Linked DNA regions of Callithrix jacchus: region 2 is linked to region 1. Evidence: chromatin contacts called from public Hi-C data. All regions are on one chromosome and are shown on one strand. Each heading gives the region's core, a stretch centred on a gene start, on an enhancer-like site or on the middle of the called end of the contact. The rest is flanking DNA. Distances are from core to core; before and after follow the strand shown.

Region 1 (6,464 bases), core at 574-3,073:
TGTAGAATGTGCTTGTTTTCAGTTTTATCAAAACGAAATCTTTAGTTTTACAATTTGCCCTGTTGTTCCTCAAAGTGGCCATGCCAATTTTTACTACCACTCACGGACAGGAGAGTGTCCTAATTCTTGATTTTTCTAAGCTCTTTAATTTTGGTTAGTCGAGAAATAAAATAGTACCTTGCTGTTTTCGTTTTCATGTCCCTATGGACTAATTTTAGCATTTAAGCATCATCCGATAGATTGGTGATGACTACTTCAGGCTGACTTGTCCTTGTGAGGTGGTGTTGCCCAGATTCCATGGTTTTCTGTGGCAGGCCTTGGAGATACCTCTTTTTGACAAAAAGATTCACTAAGAAGCTTACTGTGTTATCTTTTTAAAAATTAAAGTAATATTTTTTGAATAGATAATAGGTACAGGTGTATATGTTTAGGAAATTTATGTACATGAAAATTTTTGATATGGCCATACAATGCATAATAATCTCGTCGGGGTAAATGGAATATCCATCACCGCAATCACCAGCATCTCTTGTGCTGCCAGAAAATGCTGCTGAGCTGTCAGTTGTCTGAAGCTGTTGGCCTGGACAAGGGCAAGGGGGAGAAACAAATCCCCAGGCTTGCCCAAGAGCAGGAGCTGTGCAGATGCCCCAGAATTGCAGGTGCCAAGCAGTGAGTAGCAAGCCTCTGTGGAGGGCCACCGTTTGCCCTTGGGGTTCATTATATTTCGGGGAAGCTGGACAGTGTTCTACGTCTACATATCTTCAGATGATATGTAATCCTGGGATTAATTTAGATTCTGAGGCTTCAATCAGCATCCAGTGGGGAACTATTTCTGCTTTGAGAAAACGGAGAAGAGCAGGACAGGGAAGGGAGGGGAAACCTGAGATCAGTTATGGTTACACTTCAGCTAATTGTTTCATTTTGTTTCCTACAAGATGCTACTCAGCAAGCTAAAGGAGTCACCTTCCCTGCAGATCTGTTATGTTCTGGCAGGAAAGGATCAACTCATTTTGTTTCTGGGAGACTCACATTCAAGTCCAGGCTTTGGGGCTTTGTGCCCTGTTTTCCTAACCCTAACACTGAGTCCTGCCTCCCTCGGGGCGCGGGGATGCTGCTGTTAGTGAGAAGCACCAAGTCAGAACTCAGGACCACAAATTTTGGCCTTCACTGCAACAGGAACTCTCTGGGTACCTTAGGCGTTTTTTCCTTAAGCTCTCTCTTCCTCAGTTTTTCAATCTCTAAGGGGGTGTGAGCATGCCTGTTGCACTGGCTCCTGTGAGATTGAAGACGACAGCAGGTGTGAGGGGTTTGGCTAAACGCCGCGGATATAGCCATCAGGTGCAAGCTCAGGTGTGCAGGAAAGTGGACTGGTAGTCTTTCCAGCCACAAACAACTAAAACCTGACCTTAGAAGTAAATAGTATATGTATTTTGGGATGAAACCGCTTGGCCGGGGCGATTTCCGGCCTGTCTTCCCGGGAAACTGGGCAGCAGGCTGAGAGATTTTCAAAATGAGGACAAGCTCTGAAGACCAGCCCCGCGGCCTCCGGCTCCTCCAGGGCCGCAGAGCTCCGGTCGGCTTCCGCGCGCCACCTGGTGCCGCGTCCCCGCCACTGCCCAGAAACCACGTGTAAGAAAGTGCTTACAACCTAACTACGCACTGCGGTTTCCACCCATTCTGACCAATAGGGAAGGAGGAGGCGGGGCAGAGGAAAGCGAGGGCCCAATCACCTCCCGCCTTCCGAGGGAAAGGCGGGGCTTGAGGTTTACCACGTTGGGTTTGTCCGCAGCGCTAATTACTTTTTCCAAAGGCTGGAGGGTTTCACTCCGCTTGGCGCCGCCGCCTCGCGCGCTCCTGCTCCGCCGTCACGGCCCGGGGGGCTGCCGGTCCCGGGTACCATGTGTGACGGCGCCCTGCTGCCTCCGCTCGTCCTGCCGGTGCTGCTGCTGCTGGTTTGGGGACTGGACCCGGGCACAGGTAGCGCCCCTCCCACGGCCGCCTTCGCCCCCGCGTCCAGCAGCTGCCTCCCCTCTGCGCTCGTGCGGCGTCCTGGCGGCCCCGGGACCGCTGACCGCGCCCGGGCTGAGGAGGCTCGGGCCGCAGCCACAGGACGGGACTCGGGTGGTTCCGTGGTAGGCGCGCCGCCGCCGCCGGGTCTCCGCTGGCCGAGGCGCGGCGCCGTCCCGGGAGGTGCTCGGGCTGCTGCTCCGGGGACCCTCCCCGGGTGGCGCGGGCCTGCGCGGAGGTGCCGGGCGAGGGAAGGGAAGGCAGCGCCCGCTCCGGGTCGTGCTGTCCCGGCGCTGGCGCGGCGGGAGGCCGGCGGGAGGGCCGGCGGGAAGGCGGGCCCCGCGGCGCTGACGCGTCTCCTCTCTCCCCGCAGCTGTCGGCGACGCGGCGGCCGACGTGGAGGTGGTGCTCCCGCGGCGGGTGCGCCCCGACGACGTGCACCTGCCGCCGCTGCCCGCAGCCCCCGGGCCCCGACGGCGGCGGCGCCCCCGCACGCCCCCCGCCGCCCCGCGCTCCCGGCCCGGAGAGCGCGCCCTGCTGCTGCACCTGCCGGCCTTCGGGCGCGACCTGTACCTGCAGCTGCGCCGCGACCTGCGCTTCCTGTCCCGAGGCTTCGAGGTGGAGGAGGCGGGCGCGGCCGGGCGGCGCGGCCGCCCCGCGGAGCTGTGCTTCTACTCGGGCAGTGTGCTCGGCCACCCTGGCTCCCTCGTCTCGCTCAGCGCCTGCGGCGCCGCCGGCGGCCTGGTACTGCCCGCGCCGCCTCCGCGTCGGCCCGTCGGGTCTGTCCCGGCGCAGGGTCGTCGCCGTGGAGGGTGGGGGTGGGGCGCCTCTGCGGAAAGTCCAGCCTCCAGGGGAACCGTAGAGAAGCCCCTGCCTTTCCACCTCTCCCCATCCCCCACCCCTACCTTCAGGACCCTCTATAGGCAAAGCGGGTGGAAGGGGCAGTCTCCGAATCCAGCGCCTCTGTAGCCCGTGGAACACGCCTGAAGCTGGGGCTGCGTGGGGTCTACGCCGCCCGCACAAGGGAGCGCGGATCTAGCAGGGATGAAACTGTCAGGGTCCTGAACAGAGGCGCCTTGGCCGGTGCGGAGAGTTTTTGGACGTGGAGGTAGGGGAGTGCGCAGTCACCTCTCTCCTGTTTGAGTGTTCTTTCTGTACCTGGAACAGGAAGTTGGGAGAAGTGCCCACACAGGCCACCGCTAACCCCGCTCTTACCGAAACGTAAGAAACAGGAGAGGAAGGGCTTTTGTCCTTGTTTGCTTATACTATTAGAAGGCATTTATCTTGTGCTCACCCCCAACCAGGCCTGAAGGATGGTTACCTTGGTGATAAGCTCTATTCCTGTCCCCAGAAGCTCCCTTGTTGTGGCAGTAACTTCTCCGTGTCCCCAAATCCCTGCCCTGTGGCATTTGAGGCACCTGTGACAGGTGCTCTTGGGGGCAAGCGAGTTCTTGTGTGCACTTGCCCTGCCTGTGCACACACTTGATCATGTGGCTACACTGGTGTCCATACGCACTCAGCTCCGTGCCCCGAAGGCAGCACACGTTGTCGGCAGATCGCCTGCCCCCAGCAAAGCTTGGTATGGACCCAGAGCATGAAATGGAGGGTTTTTTTCCTCTGTCTTCTGTCATGACTGGCCTCTGGAGAGGCAGTTTCTGATATTAGTTTGTGTCTGTCCTTCCCGGGCACAGGAAACTGCTCTCTCCACCTTTTCTTATGCCACTAGCTAGAATTCCTCAGCCTTTACCCGCAGGGTCTGTGGCAAGACCCCGAGAATCCAGGGAGCCAGAAGGCCTGGGGGTATAAAGTCTTATGTAAGACCTCTCCTTTCTTCCCAGTGCTGCGGGTAACTCTGGGTGGTTTCCTAGATCAGCCTGGCTTTCCTTTCAAGAATGTTCTGAGTTCTGATTAGGGTATGATCTGGTTTTGCTCAGCTGGGAAAATAGGCAGCTTTGGTGAAACAAGGAAAGTGATATATAGATCTTGGAGGGGGCCTGGTAGGAGGGAATGCTGACCAAGGGCTGGGAGGCTGGAGTGGGAGTGAGAAAGGCTCAGATCACTGTAGGGCTTGGGTCAAGGCTGTATCATGTTCTGGGAGGGACTGGAAGGCCCACATCATTTTTCCTGTTTTTGCCAAAGTGTTTAAAGTCTAGGTCACATCATTGTACTGTACATGGAAACATCTGAATCCCATTTGCTGCGGTTTAGTGAGTTTCTGTAGAGGTCAGAGTTTATACTTCTTGGTGTAAAGTTTCCAGCAAGGAGCTATCTGTGAAGGAGCCGAGGGTGAAAATCTGGATAACATTGATTTAAAATCCTCGCAGAGTGAGGGCTGGGCCCTCTCATAGATGGCATCTCAGCCAGCTTCTCAGCAAGACTGTCCTTCCCTTCAGCACCATGTGAGGGTGCTGTGCTTTACATAAAGGAACCCGGCCAACAGGCTGAGTTCAGTGTGTGCCAGTGGTGGGTGTACCTCTAAGACTTTGGCTTTTAAATTCCTGCTTTAGTTGGAATTCCTGTTTAGTCCGCTGTGTTCATCCCGTTCGTGTGAGCTGGACGTTGGACACTTGCCCCTCAGTACGTGTTGAAGGCAGGAGGGAAGAGACAATGGGGTGACTTGGAGGTGGACCCCTTGGTTACAAGGTGGTCCTGAAAGCGTAAAGAAAGGAAAGCAGCAGGAATTTGGGCCAATCACGTTTGCATCACAGACTAGCTTTGGCTTGGGTTCTCAGTTCAGGCGGCCGGGGATGCTGTGTGTCTCTCGGCCGTGGTGAAGCTCTGTGAAGTGGAGCTGTAGAGGGGGGTGTGTGTATTGTCTACAACAGTCTCCGCTACAAGGTGTGGGAAGGAGTGATGAAGTAAATGATCTTTGGTGGCCATGGATGGGGGGCATTTCAAAGTGTCCTTGTATCCAAAAACGAGCAGCAAGGGTCGGCAAACTTCTTCTCTTAAGGACCAGATAATACTTGAGGCTCTGTGGGCCACACAGCCTTTGTTGCAGCCGCTCAAAGCTGCCCGTCTAGTGTGAAAGCAGTTGCAGCTGCGGACGGCTTACAAGCAAACGGCTGTGGCTGCGTTCAGCAAAGCTTCATTCCGGATGTTGAATATCATGTCAATTGCTGGTAAGTCCCACTCTATCTAACATTTCCAAAAGGCCTCAGCAGAGTGTGTGGAGTGCCTGTGCTGGGGGCACACTGGCTCGGTTCCATGTTGCATGGAATCTGTGCTGTTGGTCTCCAGACATGTTTGCTATTTGTTTAAAAGAGATGCATTATTAGAATAGATCATTCCTTAGCTGTTTAGGGGCCTTGGAGAGTAAAACACCTGTTCCATTTTTGCTCCTTCTCCTTTTGACGGCAGGCAGAGGCATGGGCCTGTGGCATTCCCTTCATGGTCTTATCTGGGCCAGCTGTGCTTTTTGGATCTTCAAAGACCATAGACTTAAGTATGAATTGTCTTCTGTTTATGCTTCTTCATTGTATTTACATTTCCAAGAGTCTTTAGACAGAGCGTAGGTTTTTTGGAAGGGTTTCTGTGAGTGTATCATTTCAAAGCAATGAACTTTAGGCATATGAGGAAGGCCTTTCCACTCCTAATGAATTTATGTAAGTTTGGATCAGCTGTCTCTGTGACCAGGGCCGGATCATGGAAGGCCAGTGGAATTGGAATCAGGCTGAACCTCGTAGGTAGGCAGGAGAGCAGAGCAGGCACTTCAAGGACAGCATGAGCCTGAGGCTCTGAAAAGAATCTGTGTGGCTTGTTCAAAGTGAGTGGACTTGTTTTAGGAAGTATGAATGAGAGGAGGGGAGGGCTGGAGGCCCCTGCTGTTGGGTGTGGTCTGCAGAACAGCGGCCATCCTTCTTTGGATGATACTCACAGAGCTTGGGAAGGCCACCCACTGGAATGTGTCCACCCCTTCTCGGCCAAGGCTGTGGCCTGCCAGGAGCACAGTGTGAGATGGTGGGACCAGACAGACCACCAAGGCGCTCTGGGCTACAGATCACTAAGTCCTAACTGTTTCCAGCCTACCTTGAAGGACTGTGAGAAGGTCAGGGATCCTCCTCTCGTAGTTTCTCTGTTGTCACAGCCACATGCTGTAGGACTCTTATTTGGAATCCTACAGCAAATAAGAGGTCAACCTGGTGGCCCAGCCCACCCCTCACTCTGGCTGGTCAGCCTGATGGCAGACCTTATGTCCATGTGGGTAGCAGATCATTTGTACTGCATGGGACATTCATAGTTCTGTACGGCTGTTCCTCCCAGTCCACTTGAAACTTTTAGAGAATGCTCACCTCTATTTTTAGGGGAACTAGTGTAGTCCAGATAAGAATAGATGGGGCTGAGCTTAGCCAGCTCATGAGTAGGCAGCTTAGGTTAGAAGCGTTGGGGACCCCGTTTTTAAGAGGGCAGCCTGCGTGCATGATTCCTGTGATGAAGAAGCAGGTTTGGGATATCAC
Region 2 (7,232 bases), core at 2,908-5,407, 120 kb after region 1:
GGTCAAGAGTTCTGTAGATGTCTATTAGATGCACTTGATCCAGAGCTGAGTTCAAGTCCTGTATATTCTTGTTATTTTTTCTGTTTCATTAATCTGCCTAATATTGACAGTGGGGTGTTAAAATCTCCCATTATAATTGTGTCGGGAGTCTCAGTCTCTTTGTAGGTCTCTAAGAACTTGCTTTATTAATCTGGATGCTCCTGCATTGGGTACATAGGTATTTAGAGTAGTTACCTCTTGTTGCATTGATCCCTTTACCATCATGTAATGCCCTTCTGTTTCTCTTTTGATCTTTGTTGGTTTAAAGTCTGTTTTATCAGAGACTATGATTGCAACCCTGCTTTTTTTTTTTTTTGCTCTCCATTTACTTGACAAATCTTCCTCCATTCGTTTATTTTGAGCCTATGTGTGTCTTTGCATGTGAAGTGGTTCTCCTGAATACAGCACACTGATGGGTCTTAACTCTTGATCCTGTTTGCCAGTCTGTGTCTTTTAATTGGGGTGTTTAGCCCATTTATGTTTAAGGTTAATATTGTTATGTGTGAATTTGATCCTGCCGTTATGATGTTAGCTGGTTATTTTGCCCATTAGTTGATGCCGTTTCTTCATAGTGTCAGTGGTCTTTACAATTTGGTATGTTTTTGCAGTGGCTGGTACTGGTTGTTCCTTTCCATGTTTAGTGCTTCCTTCAGGAGCTCTTGTAGGGCAAGCCTGGTGGTGACACATTCCCTCAGCATTTGCTTGTCTGTAAAGGATTTTATTTCTCCTTTGCTTATGAAGCTTAGTTTGGCTGGATATGAAATTCTGGGTTGAAAATTCTTTAAGAGTGTTGAATATTGGCCCTTACTCTCTTCTGGCTTGTAGAGTTTCTGCAGAAAGAGATTCTGTTAGTCTGATGGGCTTCCCTTGGTGGATAATCCGACCTTTCTCTCCAGCTGCCCTTAGCATTTTTTTCCTTCATTTTGACCTTGGTGAATCTGACGATTATGTGCCTTGGGGTTGCTCTTCTTGAGGAGTATCAGTGGTGTTCTTTGTATTTCCTGAATTTGAATGTTGGCCTGCCTTGCTAGGTTGGGGAAGTTCTCCTGGATGATATCCTGAAGAGTGTTTTCCAACTTGGTTTCATTCTCTTCTTCACTTTCAGGTACTTAAGTCAAATGTAGATTTGGTCTTTTCACATAATCCTATACTTCTTGAAGGCTTTGTTCATTTCTTTTCACCCTTTTGTCTCTAAGCTTGTCTTTTCTTCCGCTTGATCAATTCAGCTTTCAAAACTTGTATATGCTTCACAAAGTTCTTGTGCTGTGTTTCTCATCTTGATCAGTTCATTCGTGATGTTCTCTAAGGTGGTTATTCTAGTTAGTATTTTGTCTAACCTTTTATCAAGGTTCTAACTTCCATGCTCCTTTAGCTTCGAGAAGTTTGTTATTACCCACCTTCTGAAGCTTGCTTCTGTCAATTCCTCAAACTCATTCTCCATCCAGTTTTGTGCCCTTGCTGGTGAGGAGCTGTGATTCCTTAAAGGAGAAGAGGCCTTCTGGTTTTTGGAATTTTCAGCCTTTTTGTTCCAGTTTCTTTCTATCTTTGTGGATTTGTCTTCCTTTGGTCTTTTTTTTTTTTTTGAGACAGAGTTTTGCTCTTGTTACCCAGGCTGGAGTGCAATGGTGCAATCTCAGCTCACTGCAGCCTCTGCCTCCTGGGTTCAGGCAATTCTCCTGCCTCAGCCTCCTGAGTAGCTGGGATTACAGGCACGTGCCACCATGCCCAGCTAATTCATATTTTTAGTAGAGACGGGGTTTCACCATGTTGACCAGGATGGTCTCGATCTCTTGACCTCGTGATCCACCTGCCTCGGCCTCCCAAAGTTCCTTTTGTCTTTAAGGTCAGTGACCTTTGGATGGGGTCTCTGAATGGACGTACTTTTTGTTGATGTTGAAACTATTTCTTTCTGTTAGTTTTTCTTGAAACAGTCAGGCCTCTCTGCTGAAGGTCTGCGAGAGTTTGCTGGAGGTCCACTCCAGACCCTGCTTGCCTGGGAATCACCAGCATAGGCTGCAGAACAGCAAAGATTGCTGCCTGTTCTTTCCTCTAGTAGCTTCATCCTAGAGGGGTACTGGCCGGATGCCAGCCATAGCCTTCCTGTATGAGGTGTCTGTTGCCCCTACTGGGAGGTGTCTCCCAGTCAAGATACACAGGGATCAGGGAGCCACTTCAGGAGGCAGTCTGTCGCTTATCAGAGTTCACACGCTGTATTGGGAAATCCACTGCTCTCTTCAGAGCTGCCAGGCAGGGATGTTTAGGTCTGCTGAAGCTGTATCTACTACCACCCCTTTTCCCAGGTGTTCTGTCCCAGGAAGTTGGGGGCTTTATTTAGAAGTCCCTGATGGGCTGCTACCTTTTTTCAGAGATGCCCTGCCCTGCAAGCACATCTAGTGAGACAGTGCCTGCAGCTGCTCAGCTGTGTTGGGCTTTGCCCAGTTCTGATTTCCTGGCAACTTTGCTTACACTGTGAGGTTGAAACCACCTACTCGAGCCTCAGCAATGGCAGAGACCCCTCCTGCCACTGAGCTTGAATGACTCAGGTCAAGCCCACACTGCTGTGCTGCCTGTGAGAATTTCAAGCCAGTGCATCTCAGTGCTGGGCTCAGTGAGGGTGGGGCCCACCAAGCCAGATCACTTGGCTCCCCAGCTTCAGTCCGCTTTCCAGGGGAGTGAACGGTGCTGTCTTGCTGGCGTTCCAGGTGCCACTGGGTATGAAAAAAAAACGCAGCCAGCTCGTTTTCTGCCCTAATGGCCATCTGGTTTTGTGCTGGAACCCAGGGCTCTGGTGGTTGTGTAGGTACTGGAGGGCATCTCCTGGTCTGCGGGCTGTGAAGACCATGAGAAAAGCTCCGTTTCTGGGTGGGAGTGCAGGAAACAGTCCCTAATGGCTTCCTTTGGCTAGGAGCGGGAGTTCCTCGGCCCCTTGCTCTTCCCCGGTGAGGCAGTGCCCCACCCGCTTTTGGCTCGCCCTCCTTGGGCTGCTCTCACTGTCCAACCAGGCCCAATGAGGTGAACCAGGTACCTCAGTTGGAAATGTGGGAATCTCCCACCTTCTGCGTGGCTCTCACTGGGAGCCGTGCACTGGAGCTGTTCCTATTTGGCCATCTTGCCTGGGGCTCTTGTTTTTGTTTTTTTCTTTTAGACAGAGTCTTGCTCTGTCACCCAGGTTGGAGTGCAATGGCATGATCTCGGCTCACTGCAGCCTTTGCCTCCTGGATTTAAGTGATTCTCCTGCCTCAGCCTCCCAAGTAGCTGTGATTATAGGCCCCTGCCATCACAGCCAGCAAATTTTTTGTATTTTTAGTAGAGTCGGGATTTCACCATGTTGGCCAGGCTGGTCTCAACCTCCTGACCAAAGGGGATCTGCCCGCCTTGGCCTCCCAAAGTGCTTCTAAGGTTTTGTATTTTCAGCTCTTACGTTTACGTCTGTGATCCACTCTGAGTTAATTTTTGTGTAGGATGTGAACTGTGCGTCTAAATTCCTTTTCTTGCCTCTGGATATCCAGTGGTCCTAGTACCAGTTATGAAAGACTGTTCCTTCCCTGCCTTGTCCCAGTGACATTTTGGTGGGAAACAGATACTTTATCCTGCGGAACACGAAGCATCCTGTTTCTTTTTCCCTATCAGAAAGATGTTGCTGAGATACAAACTCATGTCCCGTTTCCCTTTGTCCAGTTACACATTTAATCTCAACTCTTCCTCTTGAAACTAATTTTATTACTTTTAGACTTGTGTTCGATCAAATGCATAGGAAGTCTGGAGGAGAAAGGCACCCTGACCTCAGAAAACAGAACATGTGATGTTTCCAAGAACTGCATTCAATGTGTGATTCAAATCTAATCTTAGTAAAATATTGTCATTTAATTTTTATGAATTCACCTATCTCAAATCTGAAGAAGTTTTATAAAGAGTTCTCTTTCCCCTTGATGAGCAGGGATGAGTTGTCAAGTAGGCCTGGAACGTCAGGACCTAGCCGAGGTGGGCACCATAGGCCTCTGGATAAAGCACCCTGGTAGCTCAGTAGATTGCAGGCAGTGGTTGGGGCAGGTGTCAGCATTGGGAAAAGGGGTTCTGTGAGCTTGTTTTTAAAGGGAGTCAATGCAAAATCCAGGGTGAAATTGAGTCAGGCGAGGAGCGCATGGGTAAGGAGGCACGATGAGGTTCCAGATGCAATTTGCTGGTATATTCTTGTGACCGACCTTGTCTGGCCCCCAGCGCAGAGAGAACGAGAGGCCTCCGGTGTCGGTCAAGGTGGTGTTTTCCCAGCCCCCAGCTGTTTGCTGTTCCTTCTTCAGCTTTCCAAATGTCATGCTAATAAAAGCATTTGGAGGTTCACTGCCTCTACACTGGCAACCAGAGCTGCCGATAATTGTGACATTGTGCTATGCCTTTTGGCTCAGAGTTTTTGGGTGGGTAAATACTTTCATTAAGCTTTAAGAAAAGATTTGGACTTGGTCAAACTAATTGCAGTGTTAGATAATATTTGTTCAGAGTTTACTCTGAAAAGTGCTTCACTCTCATTCATTTAATCCTCAAATCCATGAGGTAGGTGTTCATCTCGTCTTACAAAAGGGGCACGAGGCTTGGAGAGATTAAACCAGAGCCGTAGTCGCCCAGCTGGGAGGTGGCAGAGGGGGACTTAAATGCAGACACCAGTCCAGAGCCTGCCCTTCTCCCCTCACTCAGAATCTGCTGGCACAAAGAGAACTCTCCCTGTGGCTTATATTCCCAAGAATGGCCAAGGGAGCTGAGGATATGCTAGGAACAGTGACTTCCAGGTCAGCTCTGCTCTAGGTTCTCCTGGGGAGAGTCAGCAACACCCAGACTCTTAAGTTTGAGTTATTCACCCTCAGGCGAATGGAGTCTTGGGGGCTTGCCAGCCATCCTGCCAGCAGCTGGCTGTTTCGTTACCTGTGTCTTCGAGCAGGAGGGAAACACACTAGCAGCTCCTTTTGCAGATGCCCGTCTGCCCTCACCCATAGAGCAGCCCAGGGGTCTTTTGGATCATCCTTACCCCTGGGGAGGGACCAAGAAGGGCCCTTGGGGTCTGCTGACTGGGTCATTTATGCCAGGCCAGCCCTAGACTTCCCAAAGTATCAGCCAGAAGGCCAACTTGCTACCCAAGGCCAGCAGTGACAAGGGCAGGTGTCTCAGGGGCTGTCAAGTTCTCTGCTGGCTGTGTAAAGACTCCATGTGAAGTGGTCTGTGGTGCATAAGTCAGGTGCTAAAGGAGAATCAGTCATGCTGAAGTCAAGGCTAGCAGCAAGGCTCCTTCTGCCGTGACAACAGGACAGTTACTGGGCTGGAGTTATCAGAGGAATGCCAGACATTTGGGCTCTCATCCATTTGGTAGACTTTCCAGACGAGATCCAGACATGAAATCTAACAAACAGTCCAGGAAGATCAGCACCTCGTCTCACGAACAGCTGATCTTCCACATCCACATCTTGCTTCACTTTGGGAAGTTTGCTTCACCAACTTCTGGTCTGATTGCTGGCTTTGCCCATCTGTCTGACTTAGAATTGCCACCACATTCCAAACAGAGGCATGAGGGCTCCCTTTGGCTGTAGCCAGAGCCTGCCGGGCACAGTGCAGGGGTCAGGAAATAGCAGTCCGCATTCTTAGGTGGTTATGCTTTTGGATGGGAGATTCTGCATTAGTTTTTAATTCATGATACCAAGCGAAGGTGTGAAAGATTTATGGGACAATAGAGCACAAGGAGCAGTTCTTTCCTCCTAAGAGAGAGTTGTCTCTGCAGGGCAGTAATGAACCTGTGATGACAGCAAAGCTTCACTTCTTCATGGTGACCTTGTTCGCATAGTGATCGAGGACTGTCTCAGAGGAAGTCTGCCGTATTGCTTATGCACCTGTGGAACTGGGGTGACCAGCTAAGGAACATCGTACAGGTGCCATGAAGAAACTATTTCAGCCCCCTACATGGACAGTGGGCTGGATACGTGGACGATGGGCTGGATACATGGACCTAGAACATTCTGTGATTTCCACTGTGGGGAAGAGTAGAGCATGGCCAGGTCAGCAGTACTGTTAAGTGGTGACCAGCAAAAGTCTGTGTGCAGTTCCACACTCCTCCAGAGGACAGTCTTGAAGAAAGACTTCCGGAGGAAGAATGGGAAAATAATCCCATTTTTACTACTTTTAAACATCTTTTTGCCTCTTCAGATTTTTAATTTTTATACTCTTTTGAATTAAGAAAAGCATTATTGCTACAATTACATAATTACTGCGAATTACAAAAGACTGAAGCAGGACTGGCATAATGAATGGATCACTTCGGCCTGGAAAGCAGACGCTCTTAATAATATTAATGTTATCAGCTCATTCAAGCATTTTACATTTCTTTTTTTTTTGTCCCTCTTTTGGACTTCTTTTTTTTTTTTTGAGGCAGTTTCGCTCTTGTTACCCAGGCTGGAGTGCAATGGCATGATATCAGCTCACCGCAACCTCCGCCTCCTGGGTTCAAACAATTCTCCTGCCTCAACCTCCTGAGTAGCTGGGATTACAGGCATGCGCCACCATGCCCAGCTAATTTTTTTGTATTTTTAGTAGAGACGGGGTTTCACCATGTTGACCAGGATGGTCTCGATCTCTTGACCTCGTGATCCACCCGCCTCGGCCTCCCAAAGTGCTATCTTAGCACATAGGAAAGACGGGGTGCAATGAGCGGCAGGTAGAACCTTCTTCACAAAGCGGGACGACAGGTTTTCCTCTCCAGTGAGAGATGGGTTCTAACTTCTTATCTTCTCTGCCATCAACATGGGTGAAGAGGGAGAGGGTGGGGTTGGGGAAAATCCAGGGACTCTTCCACAGGGGAGGTGCGCGGGGTTCCATTCAGGAGGTACCAGATAATTCAGATCACTCTACTCAGGCTTTTTTGGCAAAAAAACAACGGTCACCCTTCATAACTAGTCATCTTCCTTGCCCTCTCCCTCACTTTCAGGGCCTTCTAAGCAGCTTGTTTGCTTTTATAAAAATCAGTCATCAGAAAACAGAAAAAGCGACAGTGGAACAAAACAAAAACATTTAATAACTTTGACATAGGGGCTCAGCACCTCTGTCTGACCCCCAGGGGTCCTGGCTGGGGTAGAGCCGGATGGTCCTTCTCTACTCATAGTGCGTTTGCTCCCAGGTGCAGGAGACGGTGAGGGAGAAACCTGCCCCTTCACAGGGCT

The links. Hi-C and Micro-C count contacts between places; a contact is called where the count stands out from the background.
Region 2: a Hi-C map of skeletal muscle shows a contact between it and region 1, with 2.5 times the contacts expected there. The contact joins the enhancer-like site here to the promoter of ADAMTS17 in region 1. A contact is called at or near these places in 2 of 3 Hi-C or Micro-C datasets (induced pluripotent stem cells and skeletal muscle).

What each region holds. Positions count from the first base shown.
Region 1 is chr6:9,571,518-9,577,981 of calJac240_pri, forward strand. It overlaps ADAMTS17 (ADAM metallopeptidase with thrombospondin type 1 motif 17), which reads left to right and starts at 1,824. Exons shown (of 22, transcript XM_078375967.1): 1 at 1,824-1,977; 2 at 2,381-2,751. The coding sequence starts at 1,899.
Region 2 is chr6:9,688,049-9,695,280 of calJac240_pri, forward strand. The region is part of intron 7 of ADAMTS17 (ADAM metallopeptidase with thrombospondin type 1 motif 17); the gene reads left to right. Among named protein-coding and RNA genes, the nearest start is that of ADAMTS17, 120 kb to the left of the region's middle. Within about 2 kb of position 4,158, at least 1 of the 16 cell types and tissues checked has an H3K27ac peak or open chromatin away from gene starts, as enhancers often do. A contact at or near this core is called in skeletal muscle, where this site is marked.